3 separate regions of the Mus musculus genome follow, and all the other regions are linked to region 3. Evidence: chromatin contacts called from public Hi-C and capture Hi-C data. All regions are on one chromosome and are shown on one strand. The core of a region is the stretch at or near the end of the contact, and the rest is flanking DNA. Distances in the headings are between cores, read along the strand shown. Region 1 overlaps Atxn7 (ataxin 7). Region 2 has its middle 20 kb from the start of Thoc7. Region 3 has its middle 77 kb from the start of Gm5087.

The links. A called contact is a pair of places that touch in the nucleus more often than the background predicts. Capture Hi-C pulls out chosen DNA fragments and counts their contacts.
Region 1: a Hi-C map of peritoneal macrophages shows a contact between it and region 3, with 4 times the contacts expected there. The contact joins two enhancer-like sites. A contact is called at or near these places in 1 of 484 Hi-C or Micro-C datasets (peritoneal macrophages), 4 of 115 datasets of contacts at active chromatin or transcription factors (embryonic stem cells, microglia and stem cell-derived neural progenitor cells) and 1 of 9 other capture datasets (embryonic stem cells).
Region 2: a capture Hi-C map of bone marrow-derived macrophages shows a contact between it and region 3, with 7 times the contacts expected there. The contact joins two enhancer-like sites. A contact is called at or near these places in 1 of 115 datasets of contacts at active chromatin or transcription factors (microglia) and 1 of 9 other capture datasets (bone marrow-derived macrophages).

Annotation. Positions count from the first base shown.
Region 1 is chr14:14,062,838-14,067,449 of GRCm38.p6, forward strand. The region is part of intron 4 of Atxn7 (ataxin 7); the gene reads left to right. It also overlaps the pseudogene Gm31222. Among named protein-coding and RNA genes, the nearest start is that of Atxn7, 53 kb to the left of the region's middle. Within about 2 kb of position 2,149, at least 81 of the 459 cell types and tissues checked have an H3K27ac peak or open chromatin away from gene starts, as enhancers often do. A contact at or near this core is called in peritoneal macrophages, where this site is marked.
Region 2 is chr14:13,978,871-13,983,327 of GRCm38.p6, forward strand. It overlaps a transcript of Atxn7 not described here. Among named protein-coding and RNA genes, the nearest start is that of Thoc7, 20 kb to the left of the region's middle. Within about 2 kb of position 2,626, at least 59 of the 459 cell types and tissues checked have an H3K27ac peak or open chromatin away from gene starts, as enhancers often do. A contact at or near this core is called in bone marrow-derived macrophages and microglia, where this site is marked.
Region 3 is chr14:13,359,837-13,364,130 of GRCm38.p6, forward strand. It overlaps a transcript of Synpr not described here. Among named protein-coding and RNA genes, the nearest start is that of Gm5087, 77 kb to the left of the region's middle. Within about 2 kb of position 1,600, at least 63 of the 459 cell types and tissues checked have an H3K27ac peak or open chromatin away from gene starts, as enhancers often do. A contact at or near this core is called in bone marrow-derived macrophages, microglia and peritoneal macrophages, where this site is marked.

The sequences.
Region 1 (4,612 bases), core at 899-3,398, 700 kb after region 3:
TGCAGAAAACATACAAACAAAAAACTAAAGTAAATTTAGTTTTCATTGCCTCTTGTAATTGCTATGCTAAATTATCTAATTGTCCAAATTCCTAATAGTAAAGATTTACAGTGAGCTTTAGAAAGTTTGCCAGAGTTGCAAATGGGTCTCTTTGTTTGTGGTTCTGTTGTGCTCCTCTGTGTACCTGTTGCTGTAATGCGCTTCCCACAGAGGAAGGGAGCGGCTCCTTCGTGAAGCGGCTGTTTACTGCTGCCGCACATTCCTCGCAGCTCAGGCTTCTTAAGTTCCCTTCCTGGAGAATTTTTTAAATGACCACATTTTAGTCTATTTGTTTTGTCTATGCTTATGTTGGGTGCGTGTGTGCCTCAGCATGTGGAGGTCTAGGAACAGGTTGCAGGGATGGGTTTTCTCCGTCTACCATGTGGGTCCCACAGATCCAACTTAGGCTGTGGACTGACAGGCGCTGCTGAGTGGTGATCTTGCGCATAAATTTGTTTATACTTGGAATTGTTAAGCAACCTTTAAAAAAAGGTATTTTGTTGAGTGTGTTAAATACATAAATTCAGCCAGGAGGAGTGATGCACACTTATAATCCCTACACCAGGGAGGGGAGGCAGCAGCAGGAGGGTTATTCCAAATTGGAGGTCTGGGAGGGATCCATACTGAGTTCAAGGGCTGCCTGGAATATAGAGTGAAACCCTGAGTCATAAAAGCAGTGTGTGTTACCTTTTATGTAAATAAGCAAAGTGACGTCATCCCAAACGTGCTCCTCAGCCTTCCCCTGCTTTCCTGACTCTAACTGCATAAGAGCCCATCGAGTCTCGGAACTATCAAAGAACTGAATATCCCTGTGCTGTTTTCTCATGCAGAACTAGGAGTCTTGTTAGTAGGTACTTTAGTAACAGAGTGACAAAGTGCTCGTGTTCTGCACATTGCTGCTGTCTACTTAGCAGTACTGGTGCTTGTTCTCAGGTTTTTAACAGTCCCCACTACTTTTAAAGAATGGCCATGCTGCAGCTTCCACGGCCTGACATGGGCTTCCGGATTATTTTTTTGTCTTTGACCCTTTGAACAAAGCCACTCTTGGGCATATGTGTAAGTGTAGTGATAGTGCCTTGTGTGAGAGTCTCAAGAAAGGATTCTGGGTCAGAATTAGTAGTCATTGCATTGATGCTAGCTGCTACTAGATGGATTTACAAAAGGATGGAGGTTCGTTGTGTCTGTTGTTACTAGCCATACCAAATATTAATCCTATGGGGGGGGTGATGGATTTATTTTCTGAATTTCTATGTACTTTTCTAAAGTCTCTCACATTGTTTCTTATACACACGTGCACGCAGGCACACACACGAGGCAAAGAATTATTTCAAAATGAGTGACTTTAAAATACTCTAACAAGTCAAAGTAATTTTTAGTATTGTAGGGAATTTCTGTAAACATTCTGTATGGCTTTTACCTTGGGTGGGAAAGTGGAATTGTTCAATCTGGGATTCGTTCCTGCAGTGTGTAACATGGAGTGAGCGTTCAGCAAGATTAATTGCAAGGCCAAGGAAATACGTCATCATTTTTCTGGTCTCAGCATCCTCTTTTCATTTGGTGTAATTCATTATCTCTTAATACTGTTCATGTTTGTCCATCAATTGATAACGAAGCTTAGGGATCAGACAGTGGTTCACACACCTTTGTAAATCAGACCATGGGGGATAATGTATTGTCTGCCTTACATTCATGAAGTGTGTGATTTGGCCCTGAAAAGCCATCTCTTGCTAGATCAGAAGAGGTAAGGCAGAGTAAAGCTACTGTGTAGGATTAGCCCCTAAGGTGAATTATCTCATATAAACTTCGTTTCCCACCTCTCCTAATGAGCATTGCATAATAGCATAGCTCTGTTTTTTGGTGAAGCTAACCTGATTCTAACTCTAGTCTTTGAGGCCCTCAGCTGAATGAATTGCTTGGTATTTCCAAGTTTGAAAATACTTTCTTCCCCTTTCAAGTGTTCCTTGGCAGCAGCTAAGGAATGTTAAAGCTGCTTTAAGTGCCAATTAAGGCCAATTATAACCTGCCTGGCCTGCTGAGACAGTGGAGTTAGTGGAGGCCTGTGTTGTTGTACGATGAGGAACTGCCTGCAGCCAGCGATGGGAGCATAGAATTTCATAACTGCCAAGGGCTTGTTTGTTCTCAGAGCACGGGATGACTGACACTTGTGCTGTTCAGGAAATCCCGGGGTCTGTGAAGGACAGACTAGTTTATGTAGTACTGACTTACATGGTACTCTTACTCTTTGGTTTCTTCAGAAGCTGCCTGACACCTGGATTGTAATCGGTGATAGAGCAGACTTCCTGAGTTCCTGGCTGTGTACTTGGTATTGCAGTGCATGCACTGTTTAATTTACACTCTTCCTGTAGGAGGAGGCATGATGCTAGGTGAATCCAGATCCTTTCCCTTGAGTTGGAACTGTTAGACCGGTCCCTCTGGCTGCTCTGAGTGCTGGTTCCCAGGAGAGGGGGACGGCTCCGTGACTCTTAGCCACAGTGGAATGGCAATGTGTGTGTCCTTGTAACTATGGTAATGTGTGTCCTTGTAACTATGGCACTTACAGAATTTTTGGTCTGGAAGGATGTTATTTACTTTCATTAAAATCATCTTTTAGTAAGTAATTTTCATCTTTTTAGTAAGGTGCCCTAATGATTTCCATAAGAAAAGATATGTGACAATCAAAACCAAAAAGTATACAAAAAGCTTTCTGAGCACTGTTGGGAAATAATTTAAGCAATAGTAATGCTTTTCAAGAAGAGCAAAGCTAGGACTGGCCGAAACAGAATTTTCTACAGAGCACTGAGAGCATTGAGTGTTTTAAGCTTTAGTATGAACTTTAGTCTTAATTTTTGTGTTTATGTACAGCTTGTCAGTGTAAAAAATTATGTTCTCCTCAGTCTTCACTATCCCGCCTGCTTTCTCTCACATAGTAAAAGCACAAGCTCAAAGTTATTTCTCTTAGGTATGAACATGTCTGCATCCCAGCTGCCCTGAAGGCTGAAGTAGGAGGTCAGAAGTTTTAGGGCTAGCCTCATTATTAGCAAGACTGTCTCAAAATAAAGTAGGCAGTAAGCAGACTACAGGGATCTTCCCTAGCCAGGCACAGGGCCCTCAGTCCCAGAGCAGTCATAGATTGCCTGCTTTCAGGATCTTTTTTTCTTACTAGCACTGTCACCATATACAGAAGGGGACATTAGAAAGGCACACACACACACACACACACACACACACACACACACACTAAAAACACAAGTGGATAATGGCTGTTCTTAAATTGTTCATTTTTTAGATATAGTGAGATGGAAATTAAAACTACTTTGAGATAGCATTCCCTCTCCCCAGTCAGAGTGGCTATCACCAGTCAATCTCAACAGTTGGTGAAGCGTGTTTGGAGAGAAAGGGATCCTCACACACGGTTGGTGAGTGTGCAGACAGCCGTGGGGAAAGTCCGTGTGGAGATGTCTCAAAAAAAGGAAAGGAAAAGAACTACCACGTGACCACACTGTTTTACTCCTGAGCACACACACACCCAGAGAGCTCCACACCCAGGTAGAGAGTGTGACACTCCAGAGTTAATTTAGAACTTGTGTTTCACGGTTTCTCTTTTTCTTTTGCCTTCTGGTAAAATCATTTGCATCAGAGTAATTCATGACTTGGTGCTCTCCCCTCTCCCCCTCTCACTTTTGCTCTTTTGGTCACTCACACACCCAGTCATACAGGATTTATGTTATCTTTCCCCCTCTTTTCACATTTAAAAAGTGCTCATTCTGATGTTCCAAGCTTCTGAGCTGTTGTTACCTTTAAGCTCAGATCAGCTGGGCAGTCTCTTTAACAGGAGGGTTTGTCAGTTGGCAAAAAGGGAGTAGTTAGTTGTATGGAGATTGCCATGGTGCTCAGATAGGGACAGGATCGCATACTTATAAGGATCCACAGAAGGCAGTTGTATTAGAAGAAGAATGTGGTAAACACTTCTAATCCCATCACAACAGAGACAGAGGCAGAGGCAGAGGCAGAGGCAGAGGCAGGTCGATCTCTGAGTTCAAGGCAAACCTGATCTACAGAGTGAGTTCCAGGACAGAGAGGACTGGCTATACAGAGAAACCCTGTCTTGAAAAACAAAAAAGAAAGGAAGGAAGGAAGGAAGGAAGGAAGGAAAAGAAAAGAAAGAAAAGAGGAAGTAGAGGAGTTCTGCAATCCAGGGATTGGATTCCCAGCCGGACAATAAGCACAGGGTATTGTACAGATTGTGAAAATAAGTATCCAGACAGGTCCAGATTATTGTTACATGGTCTAGGAAGGAAAAGTTTGTTTAATAGGTTTGACACTTAGTAAGTCTAGCTAGTATAGGGGAAAGGCTACTGATATTTTAGAAATACCATAATTCCTCAGGTTTTATAATTAGGCCTATGCTTTTTTTTTTTTTAAAGTAATCGCAGCAGTTACATTGCTACTCTAAAGTTAGTCAGATAGTAACAATGTTGAGTAATTCACATTTCAGCAGACTACATTTATAAATTCCATCTTCAGTTCTGACAAATTGTGTCTCCTTTCATGTGGAGCGGTGAAGCTCAACCTG
Region 2 (4,457 bases), core at 1,376-3,875, 620 kb after region 3:
CACTGTCTCTGGTTCTGTACGTTTATCATTAGTTGCTAACCACTGTAGAAAGAAGCAATACTAGTTTTTTAAACTTTCAGATATAAACTTTTAGAAGGTAGTTTGACCACATGTTCATTTAACAGGACAACAGTAGTGGGTTCCCCCTAAGGCCAGTGACCTCCCTAACCACGGGCTTTGATGAGGTTTACAGGAACAAGCATGCGTTCCCTCCTATGGAAGAGCCCTCTAATCCAAAAGTGGTCAGTTACCCCTTTAATCCTACCTCAATGGCACACTTTGCCTGTGATGTTGGTGTTGCATGTACCATGTGGGATTTATGTCTATGAAATAGCAGTGATGCTTTCTTACCCAGCAGCCTGGATAGCATGTTTCAGCACTGTGAGGGCTTTTCAGTGGGGTTGGGGAGAGTATCTTCGAGTCAGTTTCATTGTGATTTCCTTTTGTCCTGACAGTAAAGTGTACATTGTCTCCGGTAATGGTGTCTTACTCTCTGGCTCTGGTAGAAACCAAGAGCAATGACATCAGCTTGTGTTGTTTTGGGGGCTTCCTTGATGAATAACCAGAGGGAGGCATCCCACTCCTGGAACTAAGATTTTCATGTAATAACCCATGGTTTCTGGAGGAATCACTGTCCATTTATTTGGGGTGCCTGTGTCCTAACTCCTTTTTAAGATTATATTTTTCAAATGCATACAAAATAGTGGATTTCCATGAGGGCTTTTCATACTTAACTGTGATTAACCCTCCCCACTCCTTCCTTTTTCCTGTTCTCACCCTCATCCCTGCCTAAACCTTTAACTCCCAACATTTCCACTACGTTCATATCACATCACCCTTCGAGACCTCCGCTTCTTATGGGTCCTTTCTGGCTTCTGAAACTCTACAGATAGTCCAAATTGAACACAGAAATCTATATATCTAAACCATGAGAAATGTATAAATTCAAATATGAGAAAGAATGTGCTGAACAAATTTTTCTTGTAAAAGAATACCAAGAGTTTCAAATGATTTATGCAAATAATGTACTCTTGAGGAGGGAGAATATAACTAATTACCTGTCCCTTAACTGTTAGCTGTACATAGTGATTTCCTTCAGAGGAGTTTTATATGGAAATGGAGAAAACAGTTTTGATATTATCCTAAGCAGTGATTTCTTAAACTATGGCTTCAAATGTGCCCTGAAATAAAATAAAAAACAGCTGAGTGTGGTGGCACACACCTTTACTCCCAGCACTTGGGAGGCTAAAGCAGGCAGATCTCTGTGAGTTTGAGGCCAGCCTGGTCTACAGAGCAAGTTCCCAGACAGCCAAGACTGTATAGAGAAATATTGTCTCCAGAAACCGAAACCAACCAAATAAACAAAAGTACTACCATACTCTATTGTAATCTTACTCTGGGTATATAGCCAAAGGAACAACAACAAAAAGTATGTCCTGTACGAGAATATGGGGTATGTGTACAACAGAATAGTTATCTACCTTTAAAGGAACTCCTTCCTGTTCCCATAGTACAGGCACAGAAAGACAAATATTATCTAACTTCATTTCATGTTGAATATAAGGAAACTGAACATAAAGAACCAGCACCGTGGTCGTTGTCAGGCTCTGAGAGTTGGGGGAGGGAATAGGACAACAAGCATGCCAAGAGTTCTGACAGCTTTCAACTCTGATGAACACGATACATTCAGAGGGTCTGTGCTTGTAAGGTCCAGTGACTGCAATTAGTAACATGTATGTGAAAGTCACTAGGGAGGATCTTCAGTGTTCTCATCACACAAAACATGATGAACAGGGAGGTGGTGGTATGTTCCTTCGTTCCATTTTAATCATAGCAAATGCACATGAATTGTACCATGATCACACAGTAAGTATATACAATTCTATTTGCTGCACAGACCTTAAAAAAATATATTTTCTGGAAGAAAATAAATAAAATAAAATACAACCTGTTGGTATTACTTCATTAGCTGTGACAAATGTACCATATTTATTTAATAACCTAGGGGAGTGGGCAGTGAGATGGCTCAGTAGTAAGTGCCTGAAGACCTGAGTTCAGTCTCTGACCAACATGATAGAAGGACATAACTCACTCTCTCAAATTGTTCTTTAACTTCCGGAGATGACCCTGATGCCAGCCCTCATTAAAGAAACAAACAACAAGATAAATATTAGAAATTTAGAAAAGAAGTTACAGGAGAAACTGGCTGTGGGGCTTTTGAGAACATGCTATACAGTCTTTGTTACGTGTTTGTTTGTAAATTAAGTATAAAGAAATGATTCTGTCCAGGATAAGAGTTGATAATTCAAGTTTAATTTCGCCGTGCTGAGAGCCTGAAGGAAGGGAAGTAGCATTCTGCGCTGATTCTCAGCTGATGCTCATGGAAAGCGGGGTGTTTCTTCCGTGGCAGTTGTCTTATAAAACTGTAGCACTGAGTTTGCAGAACCCAAGAAGCAGCACCCCAAATGTCCTCCCTGGAATTTCCTACTGGCATGACTTTTCCCTTGCTTCAGCCCAGCAGCAGTCCCTTGAGTGGCATTTGCTGTCCTAGTTAATCAGAGGATAAGAGAAATGAAGAACTCTCCTCTTCCCCCTCCCACGGAGTCTCAATGGGCACAGGAAATGTAGGTCACGTTGCATCACATAGAGAGGAGTGAACAGGAAGGTATTTAGGAAGTGCTGCTAGCCCTCTTTCCATTCACTCTTCAGAAATGGAGCTTGAGCTTAGTTATGATGAGACATAGGAACCAGGGGCTTGTATTCATGTTATCATCCTAGAGTGTTGTGCTTCCAATCTGGGATAAAAACATCTGAATCTTTCTACACTGAGTGTGTTTAAATGACATAAGCCAGCTACGGGAGGTCACTTTGTCTCTACATTTTTATTGTCACATTGTAGAAAATTTTTATTGACTTAATCAGGTTTGAATTATTGAAGCTGTCCTCATTTCCACACAAAAATCACTTGGTAATCATGTCCCTCTAATAATATATCTTGAAAATGACATGTAATCATAGGCTCAGTGGAACCTTGAGTAGCAGACAAAAACCACACTCTCATTCTTAACTCATAAAGCATGCTCTTCATGGCTCTCTGCTTTAAATGAAACATCTTATGTAATTTAAAATACAACAAAACCTTTAAACATTGTTTAAATTGTTTCTTACACAGTGTATGTATTGCTGACTCCTTTGTGAGACATCCACATTGGCTGACAAAATGTGCGTTGACATTGTCACCAACAGTAAATCTGAGAGCCAGAACAAGGCTAGTATTCTGTTTCTACTTCCTCATTATCTCTACATCTCTATCAAGATAATCAATCTACTTAGGTTCAGAAAGTCAGACAATAAAATGTTTTAAAAGGCTTGTGTGCTTCTATCTGTAGCACAGTATCAAAACCTGGAAACTTACAGTGGCAGGCAGCACTTGAACCGTGATTCTGTCACTTGAGTATTTTCAAGTAGTCACTTTTCCAGACCAGATGCACAACCACCTTAACCCTGCAGATGTCGCCTTGTGCTGTCCCTTAGGCTGGCCTGTACTCAGTACCTCCCAGCTCCTACCTTCCAGCCACCTAGTTTCCAACCTTATAATTTTGTCATTTTCATACTGTTGAATAACATTTAAAATTGGCTTTTCCTTCAATATTTAAGAATCTCATTTTTAAAAAACCATTTATGATTAAAATTTAAAAGAGATTTCTTAAAATTGTTTCCCAGCATTTGATTTTTTTCTAGCTCAAGTACTGCAAACTCTGCAGTGCCATATTTGACCAGAATGTAAAGTCAAATATACCAGCACATTGCCAATTATAGCATAAACTTTTGTCTTGCTGTTTAAGATGACACCCTTTATAAAGTTAAGGGGAAAGGTACTCTAGGAAAAGTTTGCCCTGCTAACAAGCAGGTACTATGATTGAAGATTGAACAGGAATTAGAAATCCAAAAGGATATTTAATTATGTGTGTAATACAGAGGTAAAGTATGACCGTATTTATGTTCTCTTTCATCTTGGAAAATCTCCAAAGGAGAGGGTTTTTATTTTGTTTTTGTTTTTTGTTTTTGTATAATGATACTTAAATGAATGGCAATAAAATAGTTACATTAATTGTTTATTGTATAGTGGAACTTGTGTCATGGAATTGCTCTGTATAATTAGTGTGAAAGGTCACTATGAAATCAGGCTGGTAAAATTCTTTGAATGTGTTTGTGAATAAGACATGGAATGCTATGGGTAGGTGAAGTCTGTGTTCAGATGGCCTCAGAAGGAACAAATCTTTCTCAGACGTCTATCTGTTGTCTTACAAAATATAGGGAGTATTCTGGGATCTGTAGAGGAGGGCACATTAATGTTTGGTTACAAATAAGACCATATGGCCAAATGAACCTGAGAGCTGTACAAGTAGATAGATGGTAGGTCACTAGTGCCAGCCTGTGTCTGCAGCTCCTTAGTT
Region 3 (4,294 bases), core at 350-2,849:
TGGCAAGAGGTAGCCACTGTCTGTAATCAGTCAAATATATATCATGGTCTGTGCATGGATGCATGTGGTCTCTCTACCTGAGTGGACGGTAGGCACTTTGTGATTCATATTCACAAAATAAAACTGTAGCATCCCCCCAAACTCCACCAATGTCTTTTTTATAATGAGCTCTTTATCCCCAAATATTGTCATCAAAACACACACCAGCACCATTACTGTCCTCTCAGACTGACATCTAGTCCACCAGCAAACCCTTTCCCCAGTTATTGCAGCATCTGGTTCACTAGCAAACACTCTCCATGGTTACTTCATCCTGCATGCCGATTCTGGGTACTTTTCAACTCCAGTGTGAACATTAATGCTTGTCGTAGTCAGAGTTTCTATTTCTGCACAAACATCATGACCAAGAAGCAAGCTGGGGAGGAAAGGGTTTATCTGTCTTACACTTCCATACTGCTGTTCATCACCAAGGAAGTCAGGACTGGAACTCAAGCAGGTCAGGAAGCAGGAGCTGATGCAGAGGCCATGGAGGGATGTTCTTTACTGGCTTGCTTCCCCTGGCTTGCTCATCCTGCTCTCTTACAGAACCCAAGACTACCAGCCCAGAGATGGTCCCACCCACAAGGGGCCTTTCCCCTTGATCACTAATTGAGAAAATGCCTTACAGCTGGATCTCATGGAGGCATCTTCCCAACTGAAGCTCCTTTCTCTTTGATAACTCCAGCTGTGTCAAGTTGACACAAAACTAGCCAGTACAATGCCTTCTGTCCTAACTGAGTCTTTGCAGTGACACTTTTATCCCAGTTTCAATTCTTACCATGGACACAACACTGTTATACATGAGGCAACCAGAAGAATTATTTGTTAAAACCAAAAACCAAAGAATAGTAACATACCTATTCTCCTTGCACCCATTAATGATTTTCTGTTACATTAAATATAAAATCCAACAGCCTTGATCTTGGCCTACAACATTATCAGAACCCTGGGACATGTGCCCAAATGTACAGAGCAGCATTCTGCTTGAGGCATGTGTGCTAACCACTTGATTTCATTCAATGAAACTTATTCATGTCTCAGGACCCTGGCACCTCCTGTTATCACCCTTTGGCCTAGAACACTGTTTACATGACAATTTACATGTTGGGACCAGCATCTCAAGAAGTATTTTCACCTACATGATATCATGGAGACCCGTATACACATTGTATTTCTTCCCTCTTCCTTTCTGTCTCTCACACTTGCTGACATCCAGGACCAGGATGGCATGCCTGGGTTTGTCTGTGGAATATAAACTCCACGAAGGCAGGACATGTATTGTTGGCACATAACAAATAGTGAGTAAATACTGAAAGAAATCAGGGATTGGTATGGGGGCCAACTCTAGGTTATTCAGTACCAATTTTCTATTCAATCTCAGAGATTTTCCTGTATCTAGGTTATCTGATGCCCATCCCTTGACCAGGGACAAATAAGGTTACACATTGAGACTGTGGGAAATGAAACTTTGTGGTTTTCAGAAGGAAGCATGAGTAATCTAGCCAAGAGAAAGAAGGATGCCAGTCACAAGAGCAAGTGCTGTTTTTGTGTGATTGCCAAATGAGATTTGTGTGAGGATGTATGCAGTACTGTGTGACTCCTGCCATGCAGGATACAGGGAGTGGTGGCACTAAGAGAGTGGTATGGGAATCCTGCTATCTAGGACATGCAAAATGGAACTATGGATTCATAGTGGGAGTGACTCCCTTGAAAAGGTACAATGGAAGAAGTATAGACATCATCATATTGTTTTGAGGACTAAGAAATTAGTACCCTTATCGGGTAGCTTAAAAATTGGCTATTATTAGACTACTTCTAATGATTGCTTTGGAGATGACTAGACATTACTAGTGCTTGCCAACACACAACTCTTAAAGGGGGTGAAGAGGAAGTACTCACTTGCCTGTCCCTTTATCCCTTGACAGAAAGAAGCCCTAGAGTCTCACTTCCCCCTTTTTCCCCAAGTGAACACAAGCAGAGATATTTCAGGTTGTGAAACTACAATGAGACCACAGCCCTGAGGAGTGCATAGAGAACATTCAAGGAAACCCGCTGTGCCACCAGAGTCCCTGAGCCTTCCTCACCCAATCAAGTGATCACTGAATAGATGTCGCCAACTTAGATACTAGGTGTCCCTCTGTAAAGAGTACAGCTGTTTCTTCATTCTAGTGTTACTTGTGGGTTCAGTAAATAATATAAACCTATGTTATTGCCAAACTTGATGTCTATATATAGCCAAACCTCTTTGGAAATAATAAATGAACCAATGAAGTTACATATGTGTTAAGTCTGTGCCGTCTGGTGATGGTTGCGTGCCGAGTAACCAAACAAGTACTCTAGAATCACACTGTAGCACGTGCTGCAGGGACAATGGACTGGTGCTGAGCAACAATTCAGCCTAGCTTTGCTAAGGGAAGCAGAGACTCAAGGAGGGCTTCCATGAGGAGTTGACATGGTAGTCTTGTTCAATTGTACTTCACAGTTTACACACTCCTCCTCCTTTGAGTGCTAAAGAAGACTGAAGGTGAACAAGTCTTAATAGCCATGTTTTTTCCTTTGGATGTGAAGGCCAGGTTGCTGTGTGTGTTCAGGATTATCCTAAAGGCCAGAGCTGGGGATTGGCTGAGCAGCACAATGAGCTCAGTTGTCTTACTCCCTTTTTGTAGGGAAGGTGATTTGTATTCAGGGCTTGACAGGTAGAGCATATGGATGTGAGTTGTTACTTCAAGATGAACTTTTTCAATAATGCACCCAATTTACTCTGTATGCATGACTATCACTGTCCTTAAGGATAAAACAGAATTATATGTACTTACTGGGCCATTGTAGGTTTCAGTTGAGGTGAGATGTTCTATCAGCATGTGACAGATTGTTTAACAAGGCATTCAAACATGGTCTAGACCAGTGGTTCTCAACTTGTGGGTTGTGATTCCTTTGTGTGTCACATAGCAGATATTTATATTATGACCCATAACAGTAACAAAATTACTGTTATGAAAAAGCAGAGAAATAGTTTTATGGTTGGGGGTCACCACAGCATGAGGAACTGTACCACATGGTTGCAACATTAGTAAGGTTGAGAACCAATGCTCTCGGTACCGAGAATCTAGGCGTCAATGAAGTCTTTGCTTTTGTGTCAGGTCCAGATTAGGAAGCAGCAATGAGTATGTTCAGGCAAACCTATTTCCTTCCACCCAGACTCTATCACCCTTCGCACAAGTTCACTGACTTTATCAGTTGAGACAGTGATACGTTATAATAAAGAGGATTCTTATGAACGAAAGAAAACTTTATCAGGAGAAACAATTTACATTCATGAAAATTTGGGATGCTTAATCTAGAGCAAATACAGCACGGAGGGCAGCTGTGGTCAGAGTTTTCTAACACTAACCTATTCTTCCCCCATTCATTCTGTCAAAGGGCAGAGTCAGTGACCGAGAAATCCAAGACAGTTGCTGCTAAGAAATGCCATAAAGGCAAGATGGAAAAAATGTGAAGGATCCCACAGGCCCTGCATTGAAATACTGCCCGCTGTGCGGAGAGTTTAGCTGGTACCCCAGCTGGATGGTTTTACAAAGGAGAGCTGGAGGAGGAAGGCAAGAGCAAGGCATGATACAGCCTGCAGGGAGAGCTTAGTGCACTCCCACAGCGCCCAAACCATCAGCCAGATTCTCTGATCACACAAAGACCAAAGGTACCTTATGAATGCCAGTTTCACAGCCTCAAGAAAACATAGTAGACTTATATAAAAAATAATTATGAAGTACATTTTGATATAATTGAATTTTTTTAATAAAAGTTTCTCACACAATTGGGTTCCGTTGTTAGTTAAAAGTTAGTTAGATTGATAGACATAAGTTAGAAGAGGCCAGAGTCTATGAGCCCAATTAATTGGTTCTGGGTTAAAAATCAAGCCTGCTCTATTGGTGTCAGCCTTGGTCCTGACACGCTGCTGACAGTAACTTGGGTTTGGCACTCTTTTTTTTTTTTTTTAATTACGTATTTTCCTCAATTACATTTCCAATGCTATCCTATAAGTCCCCCATACCCTCCCCCACACTTCCCTACCCACCCATTCCCATTTTTTTTTTTTTTGGCCCTGGTGTTACTCTGTACTGGGGCATATAAAGTTTGTGTGTCCAATGGGCCTCTCTTTCCAGTGATGGCCGACTAGGCCATCTTTTGATACATATGTAGCTAGAGTCAAGAGCTCCGGGGTACTGGTTAGTTCATAATGTTGTTGCACCTATAGGGT